Regions from separate parts of the Anser cygnoides genome. Here region 1 is linked to region 2. The links are chromatin contacts, called in public Hi-C maps. All regions are on one chromosome and are shown on one strand. Each heading gives the region's core, a stretch centred on a gene start, on an enhancer-like site or on the middle of the called end of the contact. The rest is flanking DNA. Distances are from core to core; before and after follow the strand shown.

Region 1 (7,685 bases), core at 3,159-5,658, 35 kb before region 2:
CCTGCGATGTGCCTCTCATCGCTGCGTAACACCTGTATGTTTATCCCTGATTTGCTCTTTCCACAGCCTCATCTGGCAGTCGGAAGCAATGACTACTACATCTCGGTGTACTCAGTGGAGAAGCGGATCAGATAACGGCTCGTGGCAGCGTCACCGGAGAAGGGAGTCCCAGCGGGCAGGGCCGTGTCTCACCTATAATGTACATAGTGAAATTATCGACTTGAATGTTTAGTGTTGGCTGCTGCTGCAACCCGTAACTTGAACTTTTTTTTTCCTGACTTAGCTACTGATGATTTTGACAAGGGGAAGAGAGACAATCTCCTATTTTTTTTTCAGCTGTATCCTCTAAAAGCTACAGAAAAGGAACATTTTATTTTTGTTTCCAGTGGTTGGCTTCTCTGTTAGGAACACGGCTCCTGAGCTCTGGACTGGATGAGGCAGTACCCTTGAAAAGGGCTTTTTGTTTTAGTCTTTGTTTCCATGTTTTGCTGGAGCGTAGGTTGCTTTGAGGTCTGAAGTCAGGACTCGCCTACAGCTCTGTGCGTCCGAGCTGACCACGGGACCCCTCCAGCTGCTGCCTACCCCGTGCCAAACAGCAACTCCTCTGGCAGGGCAGCGAGACTCAAGCTGCCCGCCTGCAGAACCGTGCGCCTGCTCCTGCGCTGCCTGAGCATGGGCAGGGGAGGCAGGGACGTGTCTCCTCCGCGTGAACCTTATCCTCTCTGCAGTTTCCCCTCCAGTGGAAGTAGAGACAGAGGACGGCTTGGTGGCAAGGGAAGGCAGGGATCCTGAGGGAAGTGGCTTGAGGAGGTGACGGGAGCAGAGCAGGATGCCACCGTACCGTAAGGGTGCACACAGAGGAAAGAGGGAAGAAAGAGCGTGAGCATCTCTGTCATCCCAGCACGTCGCTGAAGTAACCACTTTCCACCCAAGCACGTGGTGCTGGTGCAGGCGGGGGTGTCTCTGTCACTGTTACTTCTGCAGTCGCTGTCCTGCCCACAGTGAACTCCGCAAACGCGTTTGATAACCTGGAAACTGCCCAGCCGGCAGGGGAGGCTGCGGGTTCAAGCCACAGGCTTTCATCTCGCTCCAACGTGCTAATATTCAGCAAGGTGATGGACATGAGTATTTGTGCACTTCGTGGCTGTGTGTCTGCAGCTACACACACTGTGTACGTGGCTGTGGCTTGTCCGTGTGTCCCTGCAAGGACTGGGTGTGTAACCAGCCACACGTGATCTGAGCACAAGAGAATCACTAAAGAGAGGGAAGACAGCAGGTCGTCCTGCTTAGAGCAAAACACCTTTATCCCAGCTACCCAGGGGAAAGGCAGCTCCATTATCTGCACCTTCCGAGTCTGTATAATGAATGTTTCTGTCCCTTGAAGTCCATGATGTGTCTGGAGGTCACTGTGGGGAAGAGGTAGGCAAAGCCAAAGGGCAGGTTTCTTTCAAGTGCTGCTGTGGTGCAATTTAAGCTGCCCAAGAACAGAACTTGCGCTTGTGCAAAAATCACTGCATTGACAAAGGTAGGCTTCCTAAATCCAAAAGTCCCCGGTTTTTCTTCTGGCCAATATACTGGGTCTGCAGGCTCCCAGCAAACTGTGCCAGCAACGAGGCTGACGGTGGTGGACATACCAATGAGGGAAGGGCTGAGAAATGTTCTCGTACTGTGCGGATGGCGGCTTTACCTTTGCCACGGCACCTGCAGAGTGGATCTGACCCGCCGCCGCTCCTTGTGTACCAGATAATCCAGTTCCCTGCGCGTTGAGGCAGCTGGGCCATGCAGGGTTAGAGGAATTGGCCCAGTTGCTATTCCAGCATTGCTGCAGGGAAGCTGAATATGAAATGCTGTATGCACATCTGGATATTCATTTGGTGAGGTTCCATGAACGGTGGAGGCGGAGAGAAGCCAAAAGCCGGGCACTGCGTCCTTACCCTTGAGCACCGCTGCTGTTCCCCCGTAGCAGGGAGGCAGAGGGCCACCAGGATGATGGATCAAAGGCTTTAAACTTAAGGAAATACTACCTAGAAGTCCACTTTTGAGTTACCAAAAGTTAATTATGGTCTAACAGAGCTGTGCCTCTTCCTGACCCACTGAGCTGCTCCTGTGCTGCTCCAGCCTGTCCCAGCGGTACGCGCCCCCAGCCTCTGACCACCCTGCGCGCCCCGCACCGCCGGGGCCAGCAGTGGGCTTCTGGCAGGCGTGGGGGCAGTTTGGGATCTACACGTAACCGATTAACATACACAGCTTAAAAAACAAACGATAGATTTTTAACTTGTATCAGTGTATTTGTCAAAGGAACAAGAAATACCTGGCAAGATGGGGAGGTGCACAGTGGGAAGCTGCTGCTCCTCACCAGCGTTCCCGGGTGCCCCGCCAGCCTGCGCAGCCAGGAGATGGGTTTTTAACTAACTGGGCCTGTTTAGCTTTCATCTAAGCGCGTGTGTGTGGGCTGAATTTTCACAGGTCTGATGCAGAGATTCAATCATGAAGTTTAACCAAGGATCTGGAGAGCATCCTACCTAAAAGTTCACTTATCTCTATTTATTTTACAAAAACAAAAAAATATTAAAAAAAAACAGAACACAATTGTAATGTGAGAGTAAAACAATTACAAACAAATAAATGGTTAATAAAAAATAAATGCAGAAATACTTCACGGTCTGAGGATCACTTTCTGGGCCGGAGGTGGGGAGGGGGCAGTGCTGCAGGCTAAGAGGCAGGGAGGGAGAGCTGCGTCCAGCAGCCACGTTCTGTTTTTAGGTGGCACACTGTGTGATTTGGGGCTGTTTGCACACAAAGAGGCCGCTTACACGTCGAGATCCTGGGCAAAAGAGATTTGCACAAGCCCAGGTCACTGCTTATGAGCCGCCGGGGATTTGCCGGTGTAAATCCCTCTCCCTGCAGCTGGGGCTGGTGCTGATGGGGGAGCAGGGGGGCAGCGTTAGGAGGCTTCGGGGGGGCTTTGCTCCTTGCGTTTGAGGGATGCTCACGTTGTTGCCTCTGGCTGCTGCTCTGGGTTTGCAGCAGCATGGAAGTGAGAACCAGATCCTAATGGCCTCCAGAGGTGAAAATGTATTTGGGAACGACGGGTGGTGCAGAGCAAGCCGACGGATGATTTGGGGAGAAAAATGCGGCGGTGAAAAAGGGGCGTTTTCTGGTGTGTTGTCTCACAAATCCCAGTGGTCTCAGTGAGCTCAGATCACTTCGGGGAGCGCCATATCGCAGGCGCCACGCGACCAAAACCCGCTGCGGCTGGCGCGGCAGAGGCAGCGCGACACGAGGGGGCTGCACAGCACCAGGCCCCGAGGTGTGCACGCCCCGGGGGCTCCGACATGCAGGGGCCCTGGGATCGGACGTGGTGCCTCAGGGACGCACCGGTGGATCTGCGAGGCTCCGGCACGTGGGGAGGGCGCTGCCTGCTCTGGGACGGAGACGGCCACGGCCGCCGCCTGCGGGACCACCAGCACTTTTCCTGCCCGGCTGCTGGAAGTGAAGCACGAAGGAAAACCAGCCCCGTGTCCTGCCCGCACCCAGCACCCAGGGCCAGAGCCCTTCCCGTGCAGACACATCCCAGGTGTGGGGACACAGGAGTGTGGGGACACGGCAGCACCTCCCTGCGGGGGAGAACAGGGATGGGGCCCCCTTTGTCCCCACCCCGGGACCCCCCCACTCTCCCCACAGGGACCCCACAGCTGCCCCTGCCCCAGCACATCTCCTGTCACGCCCCCAATGCCTTTACTGCCCCATCCTCTGCCCTATACCCCCATTCCCTACAGTCCCCCATCCCTTTAGTCCCCATCCCACATAACCCCCTTCCCCACCGCTCCCACACCCCCTACAGCCACCATCCCCTATACACCCCATCCTCCATAGCCCCCTTTCCCTACAGACCCCCCAGTGCTGCCCCAACCCCTACAGCCTCCCCCATCCCTTCCCCTCCCCTCTACCCCCACCATCCCCTGAATGCTTTGTCCCATAAACCCCCCATACAGGGGGTAACCCTTCTCCTGTAACCCCCCATCCCCTATAGCCACTAACCCTATACCTCCACCCTTATAGCCACTAACCCCTACACCCCCACCCCCTACGGCCACCAACCCCCGTACCCCACCTCTACAACCCCCTTCCTCTTTTATAACCCCCCCCTTCCACTCTCCGTCCCCTATACCCCGCCACCCCCTACCCCCCTCCCCAACACCCCCTATTTCCTACAAGCCCCGTACCCCGCTGCCCTATAACTCCCATCCCCCCGCCCCACACCCCCCCCAGCCCCTACAGCCCCCCCCACACCCCCAGCCCCTTCCACACCCCAAATCCCCTCTCCCGGCCCCCTCCGCGCCCCGCTACCGCCCCCCCGCGGCCTCCTCGCCCCGCTCTCGCCTTCCGCGGGGCCGGGCCCTGCGCGGCCGCCGTCGGGGGGCGGAGGCCGGGGGGAGGCCGGGCCGGGCCGCCCGGGGCCGGGCCGGGGCCGAACGGCGGCGGGGCCATGGGGAACCTGTTCGGGAGGAAGCGGCGCAGCCGCGTCACGGAGCAGGACAAGGCCGTGCTGGTAACGGGGGCTGGGGGGCGGTGAGGGCCGGTGGGGCCCGGTGGGGCCCGGTGAGGCGGCGGCGGCTGCCCCGGCTGCCCCGGTTGCCCCGGGCCCGGCCGTGACGGCGGCCCCGCTGTGTCCCTGCAGCAGCTGAAGCAGCAGCGCGACAAGCTGAGGCAGTACCAGAAGCGGATCAGCCTCAACCTGGAGCGGGAGCGAGCGCTGGCCCGGCAGCTGCTGAAGGAGGGCAAGAAGGAGTGAGTGGGGCGGCGCCGAGCCCCCGCGGGCCCCGGGCCCTGCTGGCGGGGGGGGGTCCCCTGAGGCTTCTTTTCCATCCGTCCCCTGCCCCTTGTGGCCGGGCTCGGGTCTGGGTGGCTGCACGACAAACCCCCTAGCACGATAAACCCCCTGTCCCCACCAAGTACACCTGCATTTCCAGGTGCTAGGTAGCCAGTTTATGCTTGATTAATTGGCTCACCCTTATTGTTCACAGGACCAGCTCAGAGTTCGCATTTAATTTACAATTTTGTTTCTCCTCTTTCGGAAAAAAACGCGAAACGAGAACTGTTTAAACAAGTACCGTCGCCTAAAGCGACCTCTTTAGGCTCATCTGCTCTCTTCTGTGCTGAGTTGTCCTGCTCTTCTTTTCCCCCAGAAAAGCCCTGCTCTTGCTAAAGAAGAAGCGCTACCAAGAGCAGCTCCTGGACAGAACGGATAACCAGATCAGCAACTTGGAGCGGATGGTAAGCGCGAGCTGGGCCTGTCCCTGCGGGCAGCCCGCTGCGTGCGGGGGGAGCGCCGTCCTGGGCCGGGGGTGACTGCCTTGGAGCTGCCACGTCCTGCTGGGGGCAGAGTCCTCTGCCCAACGCGCAGCTCTCTGAGATCGGCCTCGTGCCACGGCTCTTCTCTAAAGAGTCAACGTGAGCTTGGTCTGAGTCCGTATTGCAGGCTCCGTGTTAAATACCTGTTCGGTGAGTTAGTAAAACTTCAGTTGCAGTGCGGGCAGCTGTAGGAGAAACTTCCTCTGGTTTGTCTTGGTGCCTTGGTTTTAGGAACGGATGTGTTTGTTCTGGTGTGGTCGGTGAAATTACTGCCTCAGCATAGATGGTCAGCTGGAGAGCCAGAAAAAGGCCTGCTGGATATACTTTTGCGCCTGCCTGCGTTAAAAGTTTTTCTGTGCGTGTTTCGTGCTGCTGGTGTAATTCAGGCTTCTGTTGGGACTCTGGGCTGTCTTCACCTTGCATTTTCTCTGGGAATCTTGGCAGTTTGTACCCGGGCTGTGACAGCCAGTGATGCTTCCCCCTCGCCTTCCTGTTTCAGGTCCAGGATATTGAGTTCACCCAGATCGAAATGAAGGTCATCGAGGGCCTGAAAATAGGCAATGAATGTCTGAACAAGATGCACCAGGTATCTGTGAGCGGCTCAGCTGAGCGTCCTCTTGCCTCGGACTAGGTGGGATCCTGGGTGTTTGCAGCTGTCTCCCTGCAGGCCTCACGCACGAATTTTGTCTCTTCAGGTTATGTCAATAGAAGAAGTGGAAAGAATAATAGGTGAAACCCAAGATGCTGTGGAGTACCAGAGGGTACGTACTGTGCGCATGAACAGTTGTGAGCAGAGGCAGCCTGCCACGCCGAATTCCTCTGGCGTGCAGTATGTTCCCAGCCTTATTTAACAGGCAATCAGGCTGGGAATTGAATCTTAGTCGCCTGCAGAAAAATTAAGTTTGTTAGTTTTCTGAGTACCCCTTCAGCCTGTGTTTATGTTGATTTCCCACATCCACGTATCCTGCCGTAAGCCACAGAGTTGCTTCTGTGCATTGTTGTTGACTACAGTATGTCTCTTCCTCACTTTTATAGCAAATAGATGAGCTATTGGCTGGCAGCCTGACTGAGGAGGATGAAGATGCCATTCTAGAAGAATTAAACACTATTACTCAGGTAGGATTAATCTGATGTTCTTATAATTATTTGCAGCGTGTGTTTCCAGGAAGCTGTTTGCAGTAGGGGAAAGTGTCTTTTTACCACTCGTGACAGCTTTTCTTCTGCTACCTGTTATAGTTATACCTGTTTGTGCCTAATTCCTGTGTCAGCAAAGATTAAGCTAATTGCTCCATACACAGGGGTCATTTAAAATGGGATGATTTTAAGGGTTGTACTTTTATTTGCGAACTGTTACAGTCAGCTGATCTCTGCTCTTACTGGAGAGCTATTCCACTTCAGTAGTTGAAGATCTTGAATGAAAGTCCTGGGTCATGCTCAGATAAACAGAAAGCAGCGTACGTTATCACTCCCACCCATCTCTGTGCTGCCCCTGGCTCCAAACACTGGCTTGGTTTGGCTTCACTTACTGGGCAGTGCTGAAACCCATAGCCCTTCCCGCAGTTCTGGGGGCAGATGTCTGTTTGTCTGTGAAGTCTCTTTTATTACTGTTCTGTTCCCAAACAGTCTTGGCACAAAACTGGGGTGCAAGGGTCTGGGACCGCCGCCTGGCGCGTGGGGTGTGTGTCATGTGTTGTCTTTAATGTCTTGCAGGAACAGCTGGAGCTTCCAGAAGTTCCTTCTGAGCCACTCCCGGAAGAGATCGCAGGTATGCTTTCTTTTCGGTTCTGTGCAATACTTGGAGACCCTCTCCTTACCGTAAGTGCCTCTGACAAACCCCTTTTTGCTGAACCTTTACCTTAAGAGGCCTCAAGGCCCTGGTCCCTTTCTGTTAGTCAGCATCTAGTCGTTCCTGGAAGAGTTCCCCCTTGTGTGACTTGCACCTGCCGTTCCCAAGTCACGCTCTGGACCTGCTGGTAGGCTGCCAGCTGCGGTGTGTCACGTTGCGAAGCTCCGCGAGGGATTCCTTCCCTGGCCCTCTGCTTGATCCAAAACTCAACTGGTCCCCAGCATGTCAACGCAGCGTGTTGGCATGCAAGGATGATGTTTGGTGACCACAGATAGGAGCATTCGCACTGGGGGAGGGAGGGGAAAGAAGGAGTAAAAAAGGTTTCAGTGAGACTCGTGATGGTTTGAAGCTCTGTTGACCTTCCTGCAGCTGACCACAGTGGTTTTGAGCTGGCTGGGTGAGGGTCACTGGAGCCCCAGAGCTCCAGGGCTGCTGGAGCGTGAGCTCCGCAGAACCGGTGTGATGCCGTGCTCCCTCCTGCGCG
Region 2 (6,799 bases), core at 2,365-4,864:
GGGTGCCGAGCTCTGACTGTGGGAGCCCAGGGAGCCAGCCAGGCTCGGTGGTGGGAAACCCGCCCGGGGATGCGTGAAACTGGGCAGCACCGTGGAGGGAACTGGGGTGGGTTTTGCTCTGCCAGGTTCGTAGCAGCACCCTGAAACGATGCTCCTTTCAGAATGGGCACAGACTGACACCTCCCCTTAAATAACTGTTGGAGCCTTGTCCATGGCACACCTTTGGCTGTATGGTTCAGGAGGCAGCACTCGGACAGCTTGCCCTGTTAACTCCCTTCCCTTTTCCCATTTAACAAACTAATTCTCCTTTCTGCCTGCTTGGCTATTTCCATCCCAATGCTGTCACTCTGCCTCCTTAAAGCAGGGGAGGAAGAGTGGTGGGGCTGGGCCCCTGGGCTCCTTGGTTTTGCTTTCCTCTTTGCTCTGGGCTTTTCCTCCCTTTTTGCTCTGTTTGGGAGCCCCTGGAGCGAGAGATCCCGGTGCGGAGTGGTGCTGAGGGGGTCGCGTCCTCTGCGCTCGAGGCGTGAGGAGCGGTGCTCAGCGCTCTTTGCTCTGCCGAGCATCCCTGCTGCGTGCTGCTGGGGCGCTGCCTGGGCAGCTCCTGCATTGTTTGGTGCTTTTATTGAAAACGGCCTGCATGGAGCTCGAAGAGGAAGAGGCTCCCTAGGCTCAGGGCTCAGAAACGGCGCTGCCAGCCGGCTCCTACTGCTCTGCCTTCTGGCCGGGCAGCTGGCTCCTGCAGGGCTTGCGGTGCCCGATTGCAATCTGAGGGATGTGGAACAACCTGTTCTGCTGTTCCTCGCTGGGTGTGGTGGGGAAGGGCCCACAATAGCCCCTATAGTTCTGCGAGAATGATACTGTGAGTCAGACAGATGTAAATAGCAGCTCCCTTTGCCTCCTCAGCCTTCTCGCCCCTGTGCGTGCTCTGCAGCCGTGGCGGTCCCTGCAGGGAGCTGTGCCCAGCCTGGCACGGGCGAAGCCCTCGCGCTGCCCTCCTGCAGTCCCGTTGGGACTTTGCCTGTGACCTTGGGTGAAGCACTTACTTTGGGTTTCTTGACTCGTAGGATGTGTGTTTTGGCACAGAGCTAGCCCGGTGCTCGCGCTCTGTGTGATTCGCAGTGTGACCCACGCCATTTCCCTGTCTGTGGCCTGCTGCACGGCTGTAATTACAGTGTTTAAGCTGCAAACAGCCCTTGTGCATGGTGCTGGCAGCTCGTGGCGTGGGAGGGAGCTCCCGGTGTGGCCCCGTGCTGCCGACACCGCCGCGAGCGCCTTGCACCGTGTACCACTGGTGCAGTGCTGCAGATCCTATTCTGAGCCAGGGCTTGAAATATTCAGGCTTCCCAGCCGCGGCTGTATCTCTTAGTCACAGTTTAACTTCTTCCCTGATGCCAAGCTGCGTTAGTCCAAGTGGTGTCAGGGCGAAGCGTCGGTTCGTGCCTCACAAGGTCCGTACCCTTCCTGCAGCGGTGAGGCAGCTCGTGGTGCGAAGGCAGCAGGGTGGCAGAGGTGCTGGGTGTGCCTTCGCACAGCACCAAAGGTGGCTGAAATCCCGCTGCCCTGCGTGGGCTCCCGGCTACGGAGGCTGCCATGGGAAACCTGGGGCTGGTTTCTTCGGGACTGGCTGCCCTGTCTCCTCCTGGGGAGGAACCTCAGAGGAAGCCCTTGTGACTCGACGCCGGGCAGGCGTCCAGCAGCCTTCCTGCAACGGAGCCTGGGCGCAGCACGGAGCTCGCCTGGAGCTGCTGCAGGCACCGGGCTGGTCCCGCTGCACCGCCAGCAAATTGGGATGGGAGCAGGGCTGGGGGCTGGGTCCGTGCTGCTGCCTGCTCCCCGTGGGGACGTGCCGGCGGGGCGCTGGGTGCCCTCGGTGTCACACTCATGGAGCACACATGGGTGCTCCTTCCCAGCCTACCCGCAGCCCTCAAGGCTTCCTGATGCCTGAGCTGGGAAAACAGCAGCGCTGACCCCAGTGCTTGGGAGCACGCTGGGGTGGACCCGGGGCAGCTCGAAGTGGGGCATGCCGTGCCGCCGTGGCTGGGAACAGCTCTGCCCCTGCCCGGTTTGATGTGGGGTGGGTTTCAGCCTGGGCTGAAACTCCCCGTACTCTCACTGCGATAACAGCCAAAGGGGGTGGTGGAGGAGAAAGTATCAGCAGAGATGGTTATCTGTGTCCTGGGAGGCGTCCCAGCCACCTCCCCTGCTGCCGGGAGCAGGCTGCTTTACCCCAGGCGGGGAGCGCAGGGGGCAGAGCCGCGGAGTGCTGGTGCTGCTGCACCTCGCTGCTGGGTCTGGTGGCACGTGCGTGATTTCTGAGCACCCCGGGCCCCGCTCTGGGAGCGTTCCTTGCACAGCACTGATGGCCAGAGCTCTCTGCCAGCCCTCACCTGGCCCTTTCTGCTGCCCAACTTGGTCAGCTGGGGCTCTGCTTTGGTCAGATGGGAAGGGAAAAGGAGAGGGGATGGCTCGAGCTTTGGAAATAAGGCCACCGATGCACCGATATCCTCTTGGAAAAGGAACCTCGACCCAGCTCCACCATTACGTCATTCTTCTTGCCCTCCTTGTAGTGGGAATTTGTGCACTTCCCATGATTGAGCGGCCACAGCCCAACCGGAGAGCAATTTCCTGGAGGTCTCGTAGTGGTGACCTTTTGCCCAGGCCTTCCCATTCATGCGTGGAGCTATTCATCCCAGATGTGCGTAATTGCCAGAGCCGCTGCCAGCTCCGCCTCAGCGCTGTGGGCTGCTTTGCTTTGTTCAGCACCTTGCAAAGAGGCCGTAAAAGCTAACTGCCTGCCCGCTGCTGCGCGGATCTCGGTGCCCGGCTCCCCGGCGTGGGAGCGGAGCGGGCTGGTCACCTTGCTCTGTGCATCGCTGCTCCCCGCGGGGCCGAGCAGGGGACGGCTGCTCCGCTTCCTGCCCCCTGCCTGGCTGAGCACCTTCAGCCCTCGGAGACAAATTTTCCACCTTTCAAAGCACGGAGCCCGCAGCAGAGGGGCTGGCGCCCGCCCAGGACTCAATGGGCTCGGATTTTAATGTTTGCAGAGAGTTTTGAGACACGCTGTGCGGGTGCAAAGTACAAATTGCTTTGGCCCCAGGAGCAAAGGAACGCTGGACCAGGCTGTCCCCAGTTACCCAGCACTGTTGACACTGCTGGAGCGCAGCCTGCGTGCCCGAGCACGTGGGGCTCGCTGCTGGGGACAGGGTGACCCGGTGGCAGGCTGGGGCTGGCCCAGTACGCGCCAGCCGTTTTTGTGCCCCAGAGTCTCATGCTGCCAGTGCGAGAGCTCTGGGTGCTCCTCACCCCCAGCCGCTTCTGGGTGGCAGCACCATGGGTCTGAGGCAGGCACAGCTCTGGCAGATCGCGGCTTTAAACTCTCAAATCGCTCCCTGGAAGCTGCCTGCGAAGCCCCAGCCGCTGTGCTGGGGGTTTGGGCTTCCAAGGTTGGCTTTTACAGACAGCTGACGGCACTTGGCTCTCCCTAAAAGCCGAGAAGGAGCCGCTGCTTTTAGCTGAGCAGTAGCCTTGGCTCCTCTCCTAAAGACGCTCTGTGGGGCCGCCGTCTGGCTCCAGCCGCCGCAGGGTTTTGCTGAGGCAGGATGTGGCCCTTCCTGTCCAGGAAAAGAATCGCGGGAGCACAGCTTGATGGTCTTGCATTTGAAAAGAAAAATTAAAGGAAGAGTGAAAGCAGAGCTGGGGTCCCTCTGCCAGGACAGCCCTTCCTCCTGCAGCCCCGGCTGCTCCGTTCCCAGCCTGGGGACGGTGGTGGCAGGGCAGGGACCGGTGCTGGGCTCACAGCCCTGCGCGCTGTAGCCCAGCCACTGGGGCTGAACGGGTCCAGGGGCATCGAGGCAAATGCCCCAGGGTGTAGGTCTGCCTGCAGCGGGCTATGGTGAGCTGGGCTCATAACAGCACTGGATGGTGACCCCGGTGGGGATGGGGAGTTTCGTGTCCTCCCATCTCAGGGCCAGGGGCTGCCAGAGCCGTGGCTGGGGTGTGATGGCGTGTTAGGGCCAGGCTGCTGCACGTCCTCCTTCCTTTTCCCCAGTGCTACAGGAGGCAAACGTTTGTCCAAGTGTCTGAAATGTCTGATCACCTTTGTCTGGAAGGTGGGCACCAGGGGTATCCCGTGCGCTCCTGGAGCCCCACAGTCTGGCTGCAGACCCCTTCCCACCAGTGGGGTGCCCCCAGACCAGGGGTGTCCCCCCCTGCTCAGCACCTCAAGCCCCCTTCCCATGTCTTGTCTTTCCAGGAGACGTGCTCTTCCAGATGGCAGAAGTCCACCGGCAGATCCAGAACCAGCTGGAGGAGATGGTGAGCACGCGTTGGTGCTGCAGCACGGGGGCTGCTCCTCAGCCTGGGCTGAGCAACCCCCCCCCAGCTCCTCCGAGCCCCCAGATCTGATCTCAGCCAGCCCCACGTGGATCTGCTCGGGCACAGAGTTCGCTCGTATCAAAGCCAAGCTGCTGGCGTTGTGGCTGCGCAGTGTCCTGCCGGGTCCCTCTGTCCATCCCTCAGTGCCAGCAGCATCCCCTCCAGCCCCAGACCCCTCCTGCTGCACAACGCAGTGGCCGTCACCGCTCTTTGTGCACCTCCCTGGGCCCCCTCGGTTCCCACTGCGGGGATTTTGGGGAGCATTCGGCTGCTGCTGGGCTCGGCAGCCCACACAAACAGCCCCTCTGTTCTTTCTCTGCAGCTCAAGTCCTTCCACAACGAGCTCCTGACGCAGCTGGAGCAGAAGGTGGAGCTGGACTCGCGCTACCTGAGCGTAAGTGACCCCGATGGTTTGCTCCTACTCCTCTCTGCCCTGCACAGGGCACGGCCGTGCCATGCACGGAGGGGTCCCCAGGCCACCAGACGTGTCACCCACACAGACCGGTGGTTTTTTCCCCCGGTGTTAGGCTGTCACAGCCCTGCTTGTTCTCTCCTTGCCTCCTGGAGGCCAGTGGCTGTGTGCCTGCCCCTGGCTGCACGCTGGGGCCGGGCAGCAGCACTCCAGCAGCTCAGAGCCTTCTCGTCTCGCACCCAGGCTGCGCTGAAGAAATACCAGACAGAGCAAAGGAGCAAGGGCGACTCGCTCGACAAGTGCCAGGCAGAGCTGAAAAAACTCCGCAAGAAAAGCCAAGGAAGCAAAAACCCCCAGAAGTACTCGGACAAGGAGCTGCAGGTAGGAGCCCGTGCCCCCGTGCCTGTCGCCCCCCTGCAGCCTGGGGCTGCTCCGTGCCGCGTGCCAGCGTTTGGATAACGACAGGAGGAGCAGGCAGGGAGGTGTTGGTGCCTGTGATGGATAACGCAGGAGGTGTTAGAGCAGCAGGGCCGGGGGGGGAGGCAGCCCCCAGCAGGTGCTGTGCAGGGCGGTGCGCTGGTGACTAACCCCACCGAGTCTGCCACGGCTGGCTCTTTTATTCTCCCCCCCCTGCCCGCCCCGCTTAATGAATGAACCCAAAAAGATCATTAGTTTGTTGTGCCAGATCCATCTTCCTCTGGATGGTGTTTTGCTTAAATATTTTCCGTGCCTTCTGACGGGAGTCCCTTCCCCCAGCCCGCCCGGGTGGCGAGCGCGTGCTGGAGGAGGCTGGCGAGTGAATCACGGCAGCGTGACTGCGGTGTGGGCTGCGTGCGCCCTGCGCCGCCTGCTGCGGGAGCTCGGGCTGGGCTGCGCCGGGTCCCTGGGGGCCCCCGCTGCGGCTCCTGGCAGGGAGCGGGTCAGGACCGAGGTCTCGTTGTGGAGCATCCCATGCGCAGCCCGTGCCTGGGTCGTGGTGGGGGGGCTGCGGTGCAGGGTCGCCGAGGCACGTGTGGGATGACTTCAGGTCTCCTGAAGTCTGACCTGTGGTCTGAGTCGCACCTGGAGCGTGTCCAAACAGAGCATATTTTAATGAGAGATTAATGCATCTGTCTGCGAACCTGCCTGGCTCAGTGCTCCTGCTGCTGCCGGGGGTTAGGGGCGTTCAGTGACCGCAGCCCGACTCGTACCTCGTGGGGCAAAAGGGAAAGGCGAACTCTGAAGCCAGAGATCTCGTGCTCCTGTCTGTAAGCAAGGTGTGAGAAGGTGGTGTGTTAGGATCAGAACTTGATATTTCAGGTGCAATGGGCTGATAACACGACCAAAGTGATCCACCTCTGCCAAAGGTGATCTAAATGCCGATGGCACTTCACCAGCTGGGGCTGTGCACAGGGTGGCATTTAAGCAATCAGCAGAGAGCTGGGGAAGTGACATTGTTAATTGTACTGAAATTTGGGAAATCAGTCACTCGCCTGGTAGCATGAATCAGGATAATCGCTGAAGGAGGAAAAAAAAACATTTCAACACTCATCCAGGCGCTGAGTGCAGCTCCTGTGCTGAGCTGGAGTGCTCTGAATCGAGCTCCTGCTAATTTGCAGCCTCCCAGCTCCTGTGACTGTACTGAAGCCGCTTGTGTGAGGCATGGTTAATTTGAGCATCTTCAGAAGGTGTTGCTGCAGAGTGACTTAGGTGTCCTGCGTGCTGCAGCGAAGGCTGGCACTTTCTTGAAAGCTGAGCAGTTTAAACCACTTCGGAGTAGTGGTGTTTCTGCAATCTGTTGCTCCAGATCTCCGCGGTGGGAGAGCAGACCCGTTGAGCAGCGAGGCGGCTCTCAGCGTGGGGACACTCAGAGCATCAGCACCCGGTTTCTGATCCCCTCACCTGAGGGAGCTGCTGGCAGGGGTGAGCAGAAGTGCAGCCGGGGCCACCTGGCTCCTGCCTGAGTCCCCAGGGCCACCGTGTTTCTGCAGGGATCCCCCCAATGCAGGAGAGAACCTGCCCCGGCCATCGGCT

Evidence for each region. A called contact is a pair of places that touch in the nucleus more often than the background predicts.
Region 1: a contact with region 2 is called in a Hi-C map of liver, with 1.8 times the contacts expected there. The contact joins the promoter of CHMP6 here to the enhancer-like site in region 2. A contact is called at or near these places in 4 of 7 Hi-C or Micro-C datasets (granulosa cells and liver).

What each region holds. Positions count from the first base shown.
Region 1 is chr19:12,061,164-12,068,848 of Taihu_goose_T2T_genome, reverse strand. It overlaps CHMP6 (charged multivesicular body protein 6), which reads left to right and starts at 4,408. Exons shown (of 8, transcript XM_048050368.2): 1 at 4,408-4,552; 2 at 4,682-4,791; 3 at 5,190-5,277; 4 at 5,855-5,941; 5 at 6,051-6,116; 6 at 6,391-6,471; 7 at 7,066-7,120. The coding sequence starts at 4,490. It overlaps RPTOR (regulatory associated protein of MTOR complex 1), which reads left to right. Exons shown (of 34, transcript XM_013197940.3): 34 at 67-2,654. The coding sequence ends at 135.
Region 2 is chr19:12,026,091-12,032,889 of Taihu_goose_T2T_genome, reverse strand. BAIAP2 (BAR/IMD domain containing adaptor protein 2) reads left to right here. Exons shown (of 16, transcript XM_066979967.1): 4 at 4,253-4,314; 5 at 4,697-4,768; 6 at 5,030-5,167. Among named protein-coding and RNA genes, the nearest start is that of BAIAP2, 20 kb to the left of the region's middle. Within about 2 kb of position 3,614, at least 3 of the 3 cell types and tissues checked have open chromatin away from gene starts, as enhancers often do. A contact at or near this core is called in liver, where this site is marked.